Regions from separate parts of the Mus musculus genome. Here region 2 is linked to region 1. The links are chromatin contacts, called in public Micro-C maps. All regions are on one chromosome and are shown on one strand. Each heading gives the region's core, a stretch centred on a gene start, on an enhancer-like site or on the middle of the called end of the contact. The rest is flanking DNA. Distances are from core to core; before and after follow the strand shown.

What was found. A called contact is a pair of places that touch in the nucleus more often than the background predicts.
Region 2: a Micro-C map of the HL-1 cell line shows a contact between it and region 1, with 2.7 times the contacts expected there. The contact joins the promoter of Uggt2 here to the enhancer-like site in region 1. A contact is called at or near these places in 6 of 484 Hi-C or Micro-C datasets (the HL-1 cell line, cortical neurons, cumulus cells and 2 more), 1 of 115 datasets of contacts at active chromatin or transcription factors (embryonic stem cells) and 3 of 9 other capture datasets (adipose tissue, liver and pancreatic islet).

What each region holds. Positions count from the first base shown.
Region 1 is chr14:119,039,371-119,045,770 of GRCm38.p6, reverse strand. Uggt2 (UDP-glucose glycoprotein glucosyltransferase 2) reads left to right here. Exons shown (of 39, transcript NM_001081252.2): 20 at 1,180-1,271; 21 at 2,969-3,175; 22 at 4,147-4,278. Among named protein-coding and RNA genes, the nearest start is that of Gm16835, 56 kb to the left of the region's middle. Within about 2 kb of position 1,795, at least 8 of the 459 cell types and tissues checked have an H3K27ac peak or open chromatin away from gene starts, as enhancers often do. A contact at or near this core is called in the HL-1 cell line, where this site is marked.
Region 2 is chr14:119,096,151-119,102,961 of GRCm38.p6, reverse strand. Uggt2 (UDP-glucose glycoprotein glucosyltransferase 2) reads left to right here and starts at 3,528. Exons shown (of 39, transcript NM_001081252.2): 1 at 3,528-3,751. The coding sequence starts at 3,621. It overlaps Gm16835 (predicted gene, 16835), which reads right to left and starts at 3,997. Exons shown (of 7, transcript NR_153786.1): 1 at 2,887-3,997; 2 at 2,448-2,674; 3 at 1,798-1,930.

The DNA.
Region 1 (6,400 bases), core at 546-3,045:
TCCTCTTCTTCCCCCTATCCCTCTTCCTCTTCCTCCTCTTCCTCCTCCTCCTCTTCTTCCCCCTATCCCTCTTCCTCTTGCTCCTCCTCCTCTTCCTCCTCCTTCTCCTCTTCTTCCCCCTATCCCTCTTCCTCTTCCTCCTCCTCCTCTTCCTCCTCCTCCTCTTCTTCCCCCTATCCCTCTTCCTCTTCCTCCTCCTCCTCTTCTTCCACCCATCCCCTCTTCCTCTTCTTCCCCCTATCCTCTTCCTCTTCCTCCTCCTCTTCTTCCCCATCCCTCTTCCTCTTCCTCCTCCTCTTCTTTCCCCTATCCCTCTTCCTCTTCCTCCTCCTCCTCTTCCTCCTCCTTCTCCTCTTCTTCCTCCTATCCCTCTTCCTCTTCCTCCTCTTCCTCCTCCTCCTCTTCTTCCCCCTATCCCTCTTCTTCTTCCTCCTCTTCTTCCCCCATCCCTCTTCCTCTTCCTCCTCCTCCTCTTCCTCCTCCTCCTCCTCTTCCTCCTCTTCTTCCTCTTCCTCCTCTTCTTCCCCCTACCCCTCTTCCTCCTCCTCCTTCTCTTCCTCCTCCTCCTCTTCTTCTTTCCCCTACCCCTCTTCCTCTTCCTCCTCCTCTTCCTCCTCCTCTTCCTCCTCTTCTTCCTCTTCCTCCTCTTCTTCCCCCTACCCCTCTTCCTCCTCCTCCTTCTCTTCCTCCTCCTCCTCCTCTTCTTCTTCTTTCCCCTACCCCTCTTCCTCTTCCTCCTCCTCTTCCTCTCTGCTGCTGCTGCTTTTTTGCTGAGTTTTTGTATGTGTATATGTGTGTCTGCATTTATATGAAATGTACTTAATATTCTTAAACAGTAACAGAGAGACAGAGAAGGTGCATATAAAACACAGTTTTTGTTTTGGTTTTTTTTTTGGTTTGGTTTTGTTTTTGGTTTTTGAGACAGGGTTTCTCTGTGTAGCCCTGACTGTCCTGGAACTCACTTTGTAGACCAGGCTGGCCTCGAACTCAGAAATCTGCCTGCCTCTGCCTCCCGAGTGCTGGGATTAAAGGCGTGTGCCACCACGCCCGGCCAGTTTTTTTTTTTTTTAAATATCTTTAGGGTACTTATTTTGTGGGGTTTTTAACTGGAAATTTTCTTTTCCTTTTAGTTTGATCTTAGAAAAAAAATAATTTTACTTGACTATTTGAAATTTTCAGATGCTGTAATATCTCCAGTCACTCTGTGGATTATTGCTGATTTTGATGTGCCGTCTGGGAGAAAACTGCTTTTTAATGCATTGAAGCACATGGTGAGTATGAACTTCTGAGTCGAGGGTCAGTGTTCAGTCAGTCAGTACATAGACTGAGGAGACTACGTCAGGAATTCGCACTCCATTTAAACCAGGTAACTACCCAGGGTAAAAGCTGCTGTCTCCAGTGAGCTGAGACTGCACTGCACTAACAGCAGCCATGATGGCAGCTTTGTCACGCAGTTTGTCAGCTCACCATGCTCAAGAGAACTTCATCTATAAACTACATCAACCTTCTCTGTTGTTGTTAGAAGTAATTATAAATCAATTCTTAGCAGTGGTTTCTGTATTTCAGGATATTCTTTAAATGAATGTCTGTGCTTCTAAGTGAGTATGTATGTGTATATTTTAAAAATTAAGAAATACATCAAAATGTTTTATGACATTTTTATATTAGCTAATTGTAAATTTATTGCTGTACCGCAAATTACTGAAACCACGATGACCGTGACTTTCCTTGCCCTTGTGAAGTTCAGTGTGAAGAGCATCTCAGATAAGGACTAAGCCGCTCATGAGGAGGTGACTCAGCTGTGCCTTCAGCTGCACCGTCTGACAGGAAATAAATGCCAGCCTGCTTAGATGGCTCACTTAAGTACCTATTGACAAATGAACCAAGTGCTTCATTCCATTGCTACATAAACCGTGTGTGTGTGTGTGTGTGTGTGTGTGTGTGTGTGTGTATGTGTGCGTGTGTGCATGTGTGCATGCATGTGTGTGTGAAAATGTTTGCATGTGTGCATGTGTATGTGCCTGTGTGTGTGTGCGTGTGCATGTATGTGTGTGCACACATGTGTGCGTGTGTGCATGTGTGTGTGTGCCTATATGTGTGTGTGTGTGTGTGTGTGTGTGTGTGTGTGTGTGTTTTGCTTAAAACAGTCAAGTATCTTTACAGTAGTTAATTTAAAATCTTAAAGATAAACAAGTCAGGCCAGATGATGTGGTGAGTAAGGGCACATGTTGCCAAATCTGAGGACCTGAGTTCCAGCCACAGGACCTGCATGGTAGAAGCAAAATCCCAACTCCTGCAGGGTGTCCTATGACCCTCACTTGTACGCCATGGGACATGCCCACACACATTAAAATGAATGTAGAATAGAGCAAAATTATTTTTCTTAAAAGCACTAGTTTTGAGTAATGGAAATATTTAGAATTGTAAAAGGATATATTGGACACAGGAAAAATGAAAAAAGATAATCTTTGTTTAATAACATTATCATACACCTATAGTTTTTTCCTGATCTTTAAATTGCTTTTTGATTATTTAAATAGTTAGAAATGGAGTTACCTGAAATCCTATGACTAACGAATGCTGTATAAGAGGATTATATCAATCCTTACTCATGGGCATGATTGCAAAAATGCTCCAAGTGTAAACATTGAAAACAAATATTTATATGGTCATACTTTGCATATTGTGAACATATAAGTTACTAGAATTAATTTTTCTGTTTAAATAGTTTGCTATTAGGTCTGTTTATAATCATGAAAATTACAACAAATAAGAAATTAAATTTTAGTGAATATGCCATGCTTATGCTGGCATCAAAACTTCAAGTACTAGAAACCAACATCACAGAGTTTAATGTAAAGCTTTAGAGAGCATGTGGGTAAGTGCAGGGACCTCGATGACAAAGAAGAATGCTCAGCTGGAAAAGGCTGTATCCAGTACTGGTCTAACCTGTCAATGTGGTTTTCAGGAAACAAGTTTTCATAGTCGATTAGGGATTGTTTATAATCCCACATCAAAGATAAATGAAGAGAGCACAGTCATTTCTAGAGGAATTTTGGCAGCTTTCCTTACACATAAAAACAAGCACTTGAGAAGCTTTCTCAGGAGACTGGCAGAAGAAGAAACTGCTGAAGCGATTTATTCTGGGGATAAAGTTCAAACATTCCTTGCTGTGGTGAGTACACAATTACATGTATCATCTGTGTGCACATGTGTATGTCTGCTTTGTATTTCAAAACTATGATTTATATACTTAGGAGTAGCATGTTATGGAAGTATGTTAATAAGTATAAGAAGTTGGGAATGACATGTGGTTGTACGATGAGGGAATTGGTGTCAGTGAGCTGAGAGAGCCCGGAGCTCCTGTCAACTTCAGCCACTGGCTCCTTGTAGCTATTGTATACTTAACATTCGAATTTGTTTCTCAATCGTGCTGGCCGTATTTTAAGTGCTGAATATCCATGTGTGGCCATAGTTACCGTATTGAACGTGCAGTAGACAATTTCTATCCTCATAAGCATGCACGGCAGCTTGCCTAACCCTTCCGACCCCAAAGCCTCCTGGTGGTGCTCAGGTATAAGACAGCAAGGCAAATTGTAGGTATATTAAAGTTTGGAAGTACTGAGAGCAAGAAGTGGACCTCAGTGTGAAGCTGAGTAAATGCTCTTCCTGACTTTCTAGAATATCCTTATAGTTGTTCACTCTGACCAAGGGCCACTGTTTAAATACAGTTACTGCGTCGCCCTTTTGTAATTGCTGCACTGAGGGGAGATGGCGCGTTTTATCTTAAACACTATTTTTCAAGAGCATCTAATGTGAGATTCTGAGTTCAGAATTTAATGAACATTTCATTTCCTTAATATTAAATTTTATTTAAACTGATGTTTACAAACATTTTAATAATCTACAAATTCCCCTTAAATGGTCAAATAATGAATAATTTATGACCATATATTTGTGGGAAAAGATTTAAAGGCTTTGTGAATGATTTGGCAAAAGAGTATCATTTCTTTAAAATATTCCTTCAGAAGAAAATAATATTATAAACATAATTTGCATAATTTTATTAATATTAATAAAGTAGAACTTAATTACATAAATGAATTGTATTCTATCACTTCATCTTTTGATTCATTTTAACCTCAGGAGATGGATAAGAATGCTTTTGAGAAAAAATATAATACCGTTGGAGTAAATATTTTCCGGACTCACCAGTTATTCTGTCAAGATGTTCTTAAATTGCGACCTGGCGAGCCTGGGATTATCAGCAATGGGAAAGTAAGTGGAGGGGACAATGTGTCATGGTTTAGTGGACACTAGTGCAGTGCACAGAGGGCCAGCATTAGGATGTGGTGTGATATACAGTCCATGGGTGGCTCTCAGGTTTTGCACACTAGGCAGGGGTCAGGATAAATAAGATGATGCAAGAACCCACTGTGCACCCAGCTGCGACAACACCTTCTTGTCATCTGTCTCTCCAGGCATCCAACTTTATCTTGTTTGGGGACATGTTTTGTTATGATAATAGCATGAGACATTGTATAAAGCATATTTTATGTCTTTTTCTTCTATGCCTTTCCCCTGCAGTTTTTATGTCACATGACACTAGTTTTGTAAATTCTGAAGTATGTTTATGTAGATTGTCATGTCTGTTTACATGCTGCAGTCCTTTACAAGCTATAAAAAGCACGAATTCTCATTGTGTTATGAAAATGTACTATTATAGTTCATTGTTTTATCTGTTTCTCTGAAAGGCGTGAGCATAGCTTCATCTCTAGTTTCGTATGATAGTCTAATTTGATATTTATTTGTATGTATGTCATCCATGTGAGGGCAGAGAGAGAAGTTGTCAGAGTTGATTCTGCCCCTCCATCGTGAGTGTACTCAGCATTGGTCAGCTGACTTGTTTAGGCAGTGTCTCACGCTGCTTTTCTTGTGACTTGCTGCAGATAATTCTGACCAGTCTGCAAACAAATACAGAATAAGTAGATGATGCATACTTATCAGTAATTCTGAGGAAGATAATCTGATTTTACTTTTTACCAGTTATTTCAGTATACAAAATTAGAATCTGATCAATAAGTTTATTAAATGAACTAATGTTTGAAAAATATCTGCAAATCACCAAATTATCTTAAAAGTTGTAATGCATTTTTTCTACATTTTTTATGAGCTCTGTTCACCTCTGTTAAAATGATTCATTGGAGCTGGAGAGATGGCTCAGCAGTTAAGAGAGATTTCTGCTTTTGTAAAGGTGTATTTTGCTTCCTAGACCCACACTGGGTGACTCACAACTGTTTGTAACTGCAGGTCAGGGGATCCAGTGCCATCTGCTGGCCTTCGCAGGTACTTCCAACACACATAATGTGTAGTAGTCACACATAAAAATAAAATAGCCCTTCTCTTCATTAATTAATTAATTTATTTACTTTATATCCTGTTTCAAGCCTTCCCTCCCTTTTTCCCCCCTGGCCCTCCCTGTACCCTTTCCCTCTATCTTCACTTCTTTTTCTCCTTAGAGAAGGGGAGGCCTCCCATGGATATCAACCCGCCTTGGCATATCAGATTGCAGTAGAAATGGGCACATCTTCTCCTATTGAGACTAGACTAGACAGCCCAGTTAGGGAAACAGTTCCAAAGGCAGGCAACAGAGTCAGAGACAGCCCCCGAGGACCAGGCTGCACACATTGGGCCTCTGTCTGTCCCATGCATGCTATCTGGTGGGTGGCTTGCTTCTGTGAACCCCTGTGGTCTAGGTTAGTTAGTTGATCCTGAAGTGGTGTCCTTGCCTGTCTGTCTCTACAGTTCTTCTTCCCCATCTTGTGCAGGATCCCCCTAACTCCACTTGATGTTTGGATGTGGGTCTCCACATCAGTTTCCACAAGGTACTCCTCCCTGATGACAGTTATGCTGGCTCCTGTCTTCAAGTATGGCACAGTATCATTAACAGAGGTGTGGTCTTTCTCTAACACCGCATAGGTCTCAAGTTAAACCAGTCATTGGTTGGCTACAGCCTCCATTTCTGATCCATCTTTGCCCTTGCACATCTTGTATGCAGGACAAACTGTGGGTTAAAAGTTTTATGGCTGGCTTGGTGTGTCCCCATCCCTCCATTGGCCTAAGCCCTTTTTTCCTTTTTTTAAAGAATCATAATCATCTCTGAATAGTGCTATTTTACAAATTGGTTGCAAACATTACTAATTATTAAAGTAGTATTGATCAAATTTGATAGTGAGCAAATGCAGACGCCCAGGAATGTCCTCCCTTCCATATAATGGAAAGAAATACAGCTTTTTAAAAAACACGTGTCAAGTATATGATCATCTCTGGCTCCCCTATACTGTCCCCTAGGCAGAGAGAATGTTAGGGGTGAACCAGTGACAGAACTCAGCTGTCACCA
Region 2 (6,811 bases), core at 2,279-4,778, 55 kb before region 1:
GTTTCTTCCTTTAAATACCCCCTTACCCAGCTACTCGGGGCGCCACAGTCCTCTACCCCTGCGTGGTGTATGACCGTGGGCCCGAGAGCGCTCTTGAATAAAAATCCTCTTGCAATTTGCAACAAGACCGTTTTCTCGTTAGTGATTTTGGGGTGTCGCCTCTCCTGAGTCAGAACGTGGGGGAGTCCTCACGTTGTGGGTCTTTCAGTTTGACTCAACTGTCCGGCTCAAATTCCATTCCAACCTGACTGATTCAATCTACCTTTTCTCTTGGCCTCTGACTTTTTCCTCTGCTTGGCCTCAAACCAACTGTAGCAATCTGCTCAATTTTCTGGCTCCTTCTCATTCTCTGACTTGTTCTGTCTTCTGTGTCTCTCTTCAACCTGTCTCTGTAAAGTGCCTTTCTCTCCTCTCCCTCTCCCTCTCCCCCTCCCCCTCCCCCTCTCTCTTAAGTAGCTTTTCTTTTTTTTTCTCCTGAGAGTTGAGTATATCCTACTCTGTCAAATCTTTCTCTGATTCATCACTGTGTCTGCCACTCAATTAGACATCACTTTCAAATATGTCTGCTTCCTTCTACAAACTAACTTTACCTTCATTGTTTTCTTTTAATGTGTGTACTGAGGGTGTGTCTGTACTCCAGCCAGAGGGATTAAAGGTGTATGCTAAGGCTAAGCCATACCACAACCTGAAACAGTTTTTCTTTTTAGTAAATAACACAATCACAGTTCACAGTCTGATCAGATATCCTGCAACAAATCTATATGGTTAAAATGACCAGCTTTATATTTCATGTATTTTGCCACCAATAGTAAGTACTTTGACCTCACTAGCTATGTGTGAGAGCATAGAAGATAATTGTTAAATGTCAAGTTTCCAGTTCTCACATTGTCAAAATAATTAATCTAAAACTTACAGTTCACAGTCACTACCTGCTGTTTGAAGGCCCCCATGATGAACTGCACATGCAAGCATACACACATGCATTGAGACATGTCCTTAGAGGTTGGGTAGCTCAGTTATAAAATGCCAGCTTAGTATACCCAAAGCTCTGTTTCAATCCTGGGACTTCAAAAACAAACAAATAGAATGGAGTTGGACATTAGTAACTTATTTTAAATAAAACATGGAAAGTTATAAAATTGGATTTGCTGATCCTTAGACACTCTTAACCATTATTCATTTGCTTATAATTTTGACACAATCTTGCCTAGGAAGGAGATGTTACAAATTCCTTAAGTTATGAATACTTCCCAATGAGACTAAAGGGCAGGATGCTCTTGCATATTTAAAATGTCCCAGTTAAAACATGACAATAGAGTCTATTTTACGACAAAGGGTATCTAAAAACAAAAGGAGGTTATAAACTTCACTTAAACTTTAAGACTTCATTTCAGCTCAGAAAATTAAGATTCTTATTATCTAAAGTTATTCTCACACAGCATCATTATACTCACTGAATGAATGTCGCCCGCTCTGCACCTTAAGAATTCCAGATGATTTATTCCATGAAACACGTTTCTTATTATAAAGAACTCATTAATCACTTCTTCCGCATATAATGAAAACTGCTATCATGAATTTTACATTCATTGTACTCGGCAGTGACTAACCTTGGATTTCGTTTTCCAAAAAAATAAAAAAAAATAAAAAAAGGGAAATAGGAAATGCTAACAAATGGTTACAGCTCTAAAATCTGTTGAGTTCGTGGCCAACCCAGGGGTTATTGATTCTTAGAACTTATTGATCAAATTTTATAATTTACTGATTTCAGAGTCCCTGGCCATTTTGCTGACTTACGTGTGCTTTGTTAGGTTTTTGCAGTTGGGTTTTTCTGTCTACACCAGGCAATTCCATAGAGAAAAAAATGTGAAGGTCACCCACTTGTGTCCTCTTATCTTCAGGCAAAGAAACAGCCCTGGAGAGATGGTCTCTGTGAGAAAATGTTCTAAAGTCATTTCCGTTCTAGGAAAATACCGTAAGAGATAAAGTGTGTAATTGTGTGAATGAATGGTCACTATTAAGTGAATTTCATTCTCTCCAAACCAATGGTGTAGCATGTCCACTTCTCTGAATTCAACAGGAATTAGGATTCTTAGTATGTAACTTTAGTTATTATCTTATTAACTTATTTCTAACTTGAGTTTATTATGTCCTTTAATAATATATTGCATGTGACTTATACAGCAAGTCTTTTTTTTTTTTTTTTTTTTTTTTTGAGTAAAGATTGGCATTGTATGAGACATGCTGCCATTTAAGGCTGGCTCTGTCAACATCTGATTTCCTTCTATCCCACATCTCAACCAAAAATGAAAAAACGAAAACAAAACATGTTAAGGATTCACAATATACTTTTCCTCAGGCTCCATGACGGGAAAGCAAGTTCGGCGCCCTTAGGTAAACTTCCCGTCTACCTACCCAGGACCTACCCAGGCCTTTTCGATACTTACTGATCCTCGGCATAAATTGTTCCAGAAATGAGTGAGGCATGAGTCCTCAGAGAAAAGTGCCATCTACAGTAGGAAGTAAGTAAGTTCTGCGTTCAGGTCCTAAAGTGAAAATCCAGCGACACGACAGCTGACAAAAGAGTCACTGGGAGAGAAGTCAGTAGTGAAGGTGCCACTTTGGCGTCGAGATTCACCTGAGCAGATTTTTGAACAGCATCTTCTAAAGAAAACTAAACACGTGAGGGTAAATGGAGTGCTTTCTCTCTTTCTCTGCCTCTCTTCATCTGTCTCGTGTGTGTGTGTGTGTGTGTGTGTGTGTGTGTGTGTGTGTGTGTTGGCAGCTGGAAGAGATGGGGTGTACCCACAGAGCAGAGGTGTACACAAATGGGAAGCAAGGGCTCTGTGCTCCTCCTGAACTACTTTTTCCCCACTTTTCTCTTACATTTCACTGCTATCATTTTCCGACTTTTCTTTTTCTATTCAGCTGTAATCTCTTGAAGCAGCGCCTCTCAGTCTTGTGGGGCACAGGAATCACCTGGGCCTTCCAAGGGGCTGAGAGTCAGGACACTTCTGCACCCAACTCCAAAAGCAAGTGGCAGGCCTGAGATGCCACTTCTGATAGCAGCAGGAGACCACTGAATCCTGGGGGGTGGGGGTGGCAGTGGCGGGGAGCGAGGTCCAGCCCTCAGAACCAGCCAGAGAGCAGGGAAAGCCCACTGATAGATAGATAAATCACAGCTCTCCCAACAGTGCACACAGGAGTCGCCTGCGCCTTTTTACGTCATTTTTGAGGCCTACTCTCGCTCCTGCTCCCCCCAGGTGATGCTAACCGGAAAGCTGGCCCTCACCCAGGGTCCCTGACCAGCGGGGCTGGGGCAGCTCCAGCTAGCGGTAGATTGGCATGGAAGGCTGGGTTCCCCAGACCCGGCGGCGGACCCTCCGAAAATCCTCGCGGCGGCCCTGCGTAGGCAAGGGGCCGATGTCCACCCGGGGGCTCCCCCCACTGCGCCCCTGGACCTCGCTGGCCACGCATGCGCACGCCCACGACCGGCGGACTAACGGACTGCAGCTCCCCCCACCGGAAGTGGACGGCGGAGCACCGGGAGGACCAGACCGTAGCGTGGCGTCTCGCGCTTCCCTCGGCGTGCCTTGGTGCGGGCCAGAGCCACGAAGGGGATGAGGCTGCTCCTGCGCTCCGTCGCGCTGTGGCTCGCCCTGCTCGGCGCCAGCACGGCGACTGCGTCCAAGGCGGTGACCGCCCACTTGACTGCGAAGTGGCCCGAGACCCCGCTGCTGCTGGAGGCCAGGTGGGTGCCCAGGCCCGGCTAGCGCCGCGGCCGGGGAGTGGCGGCGGGCGGAGGGACCCGGCATCCCTGAGACATCCCCTCCCGCAAGATGCTGTCAGACCTCGCGATTCAGGGTCGCTCACAGTCCCATGTCCCCTCAGATCCAGTGTCCGCCCAGTCCTGACGGCAATCCGAGGCGTTCTCCCGCCTGACCCCAGCATCCGCTTAGATTTGCAGTCCTCTGGAGCGAGCCCGCGCCCCCTTAGCGTCCCGAGCCGCACACTCCATCCCCTCAGACCTAATCAGAGGCTCTCAGATAGGGTTTCATCTCGTCGTCCACCCACCCCGCGCCCCCCCACACCCATAGCACCAATGCTCTAGATGGTCCCTGGACAACTCTTGCCACTCACTCGCCCCACCTTTCCCACGCACCTACGATTTTTAAAACTTCTGTGTCCCAAGTTTATTCCTGTTCCTGCGCTCTTGTTGATGTAGAGGGCAGAATGTGGCCTTTAGTGCAAGCTCTTCTGCAAAGTTCTAGTCAGCAGATAGTGCTTTGGAGTATAATTTTGATTTATATCCAAAATTAACAGTGGAGAAGGCAGTTTCTCGGTTACACCCTCCCCCCCAAATATCTCATCCAAAGGGATTTGTTTTCCGTTCTGTTTAGTTACCTTGTAGAAAGCAGACAATCGTAATCCCGCAAGCAGAAATGGCAACTCTGCTTCTCATGGTGATACACCTTTGTAATCCCTGGGGATTACATGAGTCTGTGGCTAGTCTGAAGTTACAAAAGGGAAACTTTGTCTCAAATTTAGTTCTTTAATATTGAGCATAAGCAGTTTTGTAACTGTTTTTTATGAATTTACAAGACAACATCCCATGGTTCTACAAAACAAAGGAAAAATCCACCACTATATTGCCTTGCCTTTACTTGATGGCACACAGCGTTTATTGACTAGGAGATTCTAGCTCAAATGTATCTGCTTCCTCTTATCTACAGTGCGTCCTGGCAGTGCATGGACCGGATCCTACATTTAGTCCCAGTCAGTCAATTTTTTTATTATGTATTTATTCTCTCCTAAACTATATATCCAGACTGCAGTTTCCCCTCCCTCCCCAACCTCCCATCTCCCCTAGAACCCTATTTCCTTCAGAAAATAGCAGGCTTCTCAGGATATCAACTGAACATGGCATAGCCAGTTACAGTAACACTAGCCACAAAAGGCTGAGTGAGGCAACACAGTAAGAGGAAAGGGTCTAAGAGCAGGCAGAAGAGTCAGGGACTTCCTCTCCCAGTGTTAGGAGTCCCGCAAGAACACCAGACTATACAACCATAACATATATGCAAAAAGTCTAGTGCAGACCCACAAGGGTTTGGTGGTTGCTGCTCCAGTCTCTGTGAGCCCTTATGATCCTGCTTAGTTGATTCTGTGGGCTGTGGTGGTGGCCTCACCCCCATGACTCCTACACTTCTTCTTCCCCATCTCCTGCAGGGTTTGTTTGTTTGTTTGTTTGTTTTGTTTTGTTTGTTTGTTTTAACAGTTAGCTGTATTGTTGGTGTTTTAGTTTCATGAATTCCAGATTATCACTTCTGTAGAATGTTCCTTAAAGCTTTTGACAACCTAGTCTGAGCCAAATTTGACACCCTCTTTACTTTGTGGTAGGTTGAATGGCAACTCCCACAAAGATATGTCCACATCCTAACGCCCAAATCTGTCAATGGTCAAGTTTTTTGCAAACCTAATTGAGAATATTGGGGCATTTTTAATTAACTTAGTGGGCCCCAAGTCCAGGGTCATGACACATAAAAATACTTAAGAAGGTCATGCAAGGTTAGAGTCAGAGATTGGAGTTAAGTAGCCTCAAGTCACAGCATCTGAAGCCAATAAAACGAGCAGAGGCAAGAACAGTCTCTTCTAGAGTCTTAAAAAGTACTAAAGTACCATCCATTCACTGATTTTGGACCTGTGACATCTAGAGTCATAAGAGAATGTCTTTGTTTTTGAAGCCACCATAGTTTTGGCAACTTGTTACAACAGCACTGGGAAATTCGTGTAGATTTTGATATCGAAAATAGGATCTCAATGCAACAAGAACCCAAAACTGTGAAGTAGCTGTGAGTTTGGGCTACAAGAATTTTGAGAACTGTAGAAAAGGTCTATATCACCTTGAGGAGGCTACTAAAATAATGGTAATTCTGGTGAGGACTCTGTGAGTGTGGTAGAACTAGCTGTTGTTTTCTGGAGAATGAATAGTCTTGAATAAGATGTTGGTAAAAACATGGGTATTGAAAGTAGTTATGGGAAGGATTCAAAAGGGATGTGTTATTTATTGGAAGCAAGAGAAAGGGTGGGTCTTGATATATATCGACCGTATATACCGGCTAACGTAGGTTCAGCCACTTGTGAACACCAACTTGGACAGTTGTCCGTTACCTGAGGAGATTTTCAAGAACTATCCAGGATGCCACCTTGTAGCTCTTTGCTGCATAAGCTACAGGATGAAGAGAGAAATAAGCCATGGGAAAATGAGGCTACCCTTTGCTATTTGGAAATTTTCTCAGGCTGTTTATATTGGAAAGGATATGAAAATTAGGAAACTATCAATGTGATCTGGAGAGATGGCCAAGGCCAGGAAGGTCACTACCATTTGTTTAATGTAGGGAGGCGACTCCTGGGTCTATTCAGCCATTCAGCTGCAACTGTGGACGGTGGCAATTCCAGAATACCTACAAAACTGTCTAGAGCAGGGCTATAGTGAGAAAAATACGTATAACCAAGTGCTGTCGTATGAATGGATCATACCTTTACCTACAGCTACCCAGTGCAGGTTGGGTATCCCACATCTGATTCCCAAGTAGTTTAAAACCCAAAAATTGTTAGTGTGAACATGACTCCAAAGTGGAAAATTCTATACCTAATTCTATATCCTCTGAGCTTTCAGGGAAATGGTATGGTATAGTCTCTTGAGGGGTGAACACTTCACAGACAAGTCCTCTTTACACTTTAGCCAGCTTCAAGTTGTTGTATTAATTTCCCTCTGATGCACAAAGATTTCCTAATGAGGATTTGAGAGCTA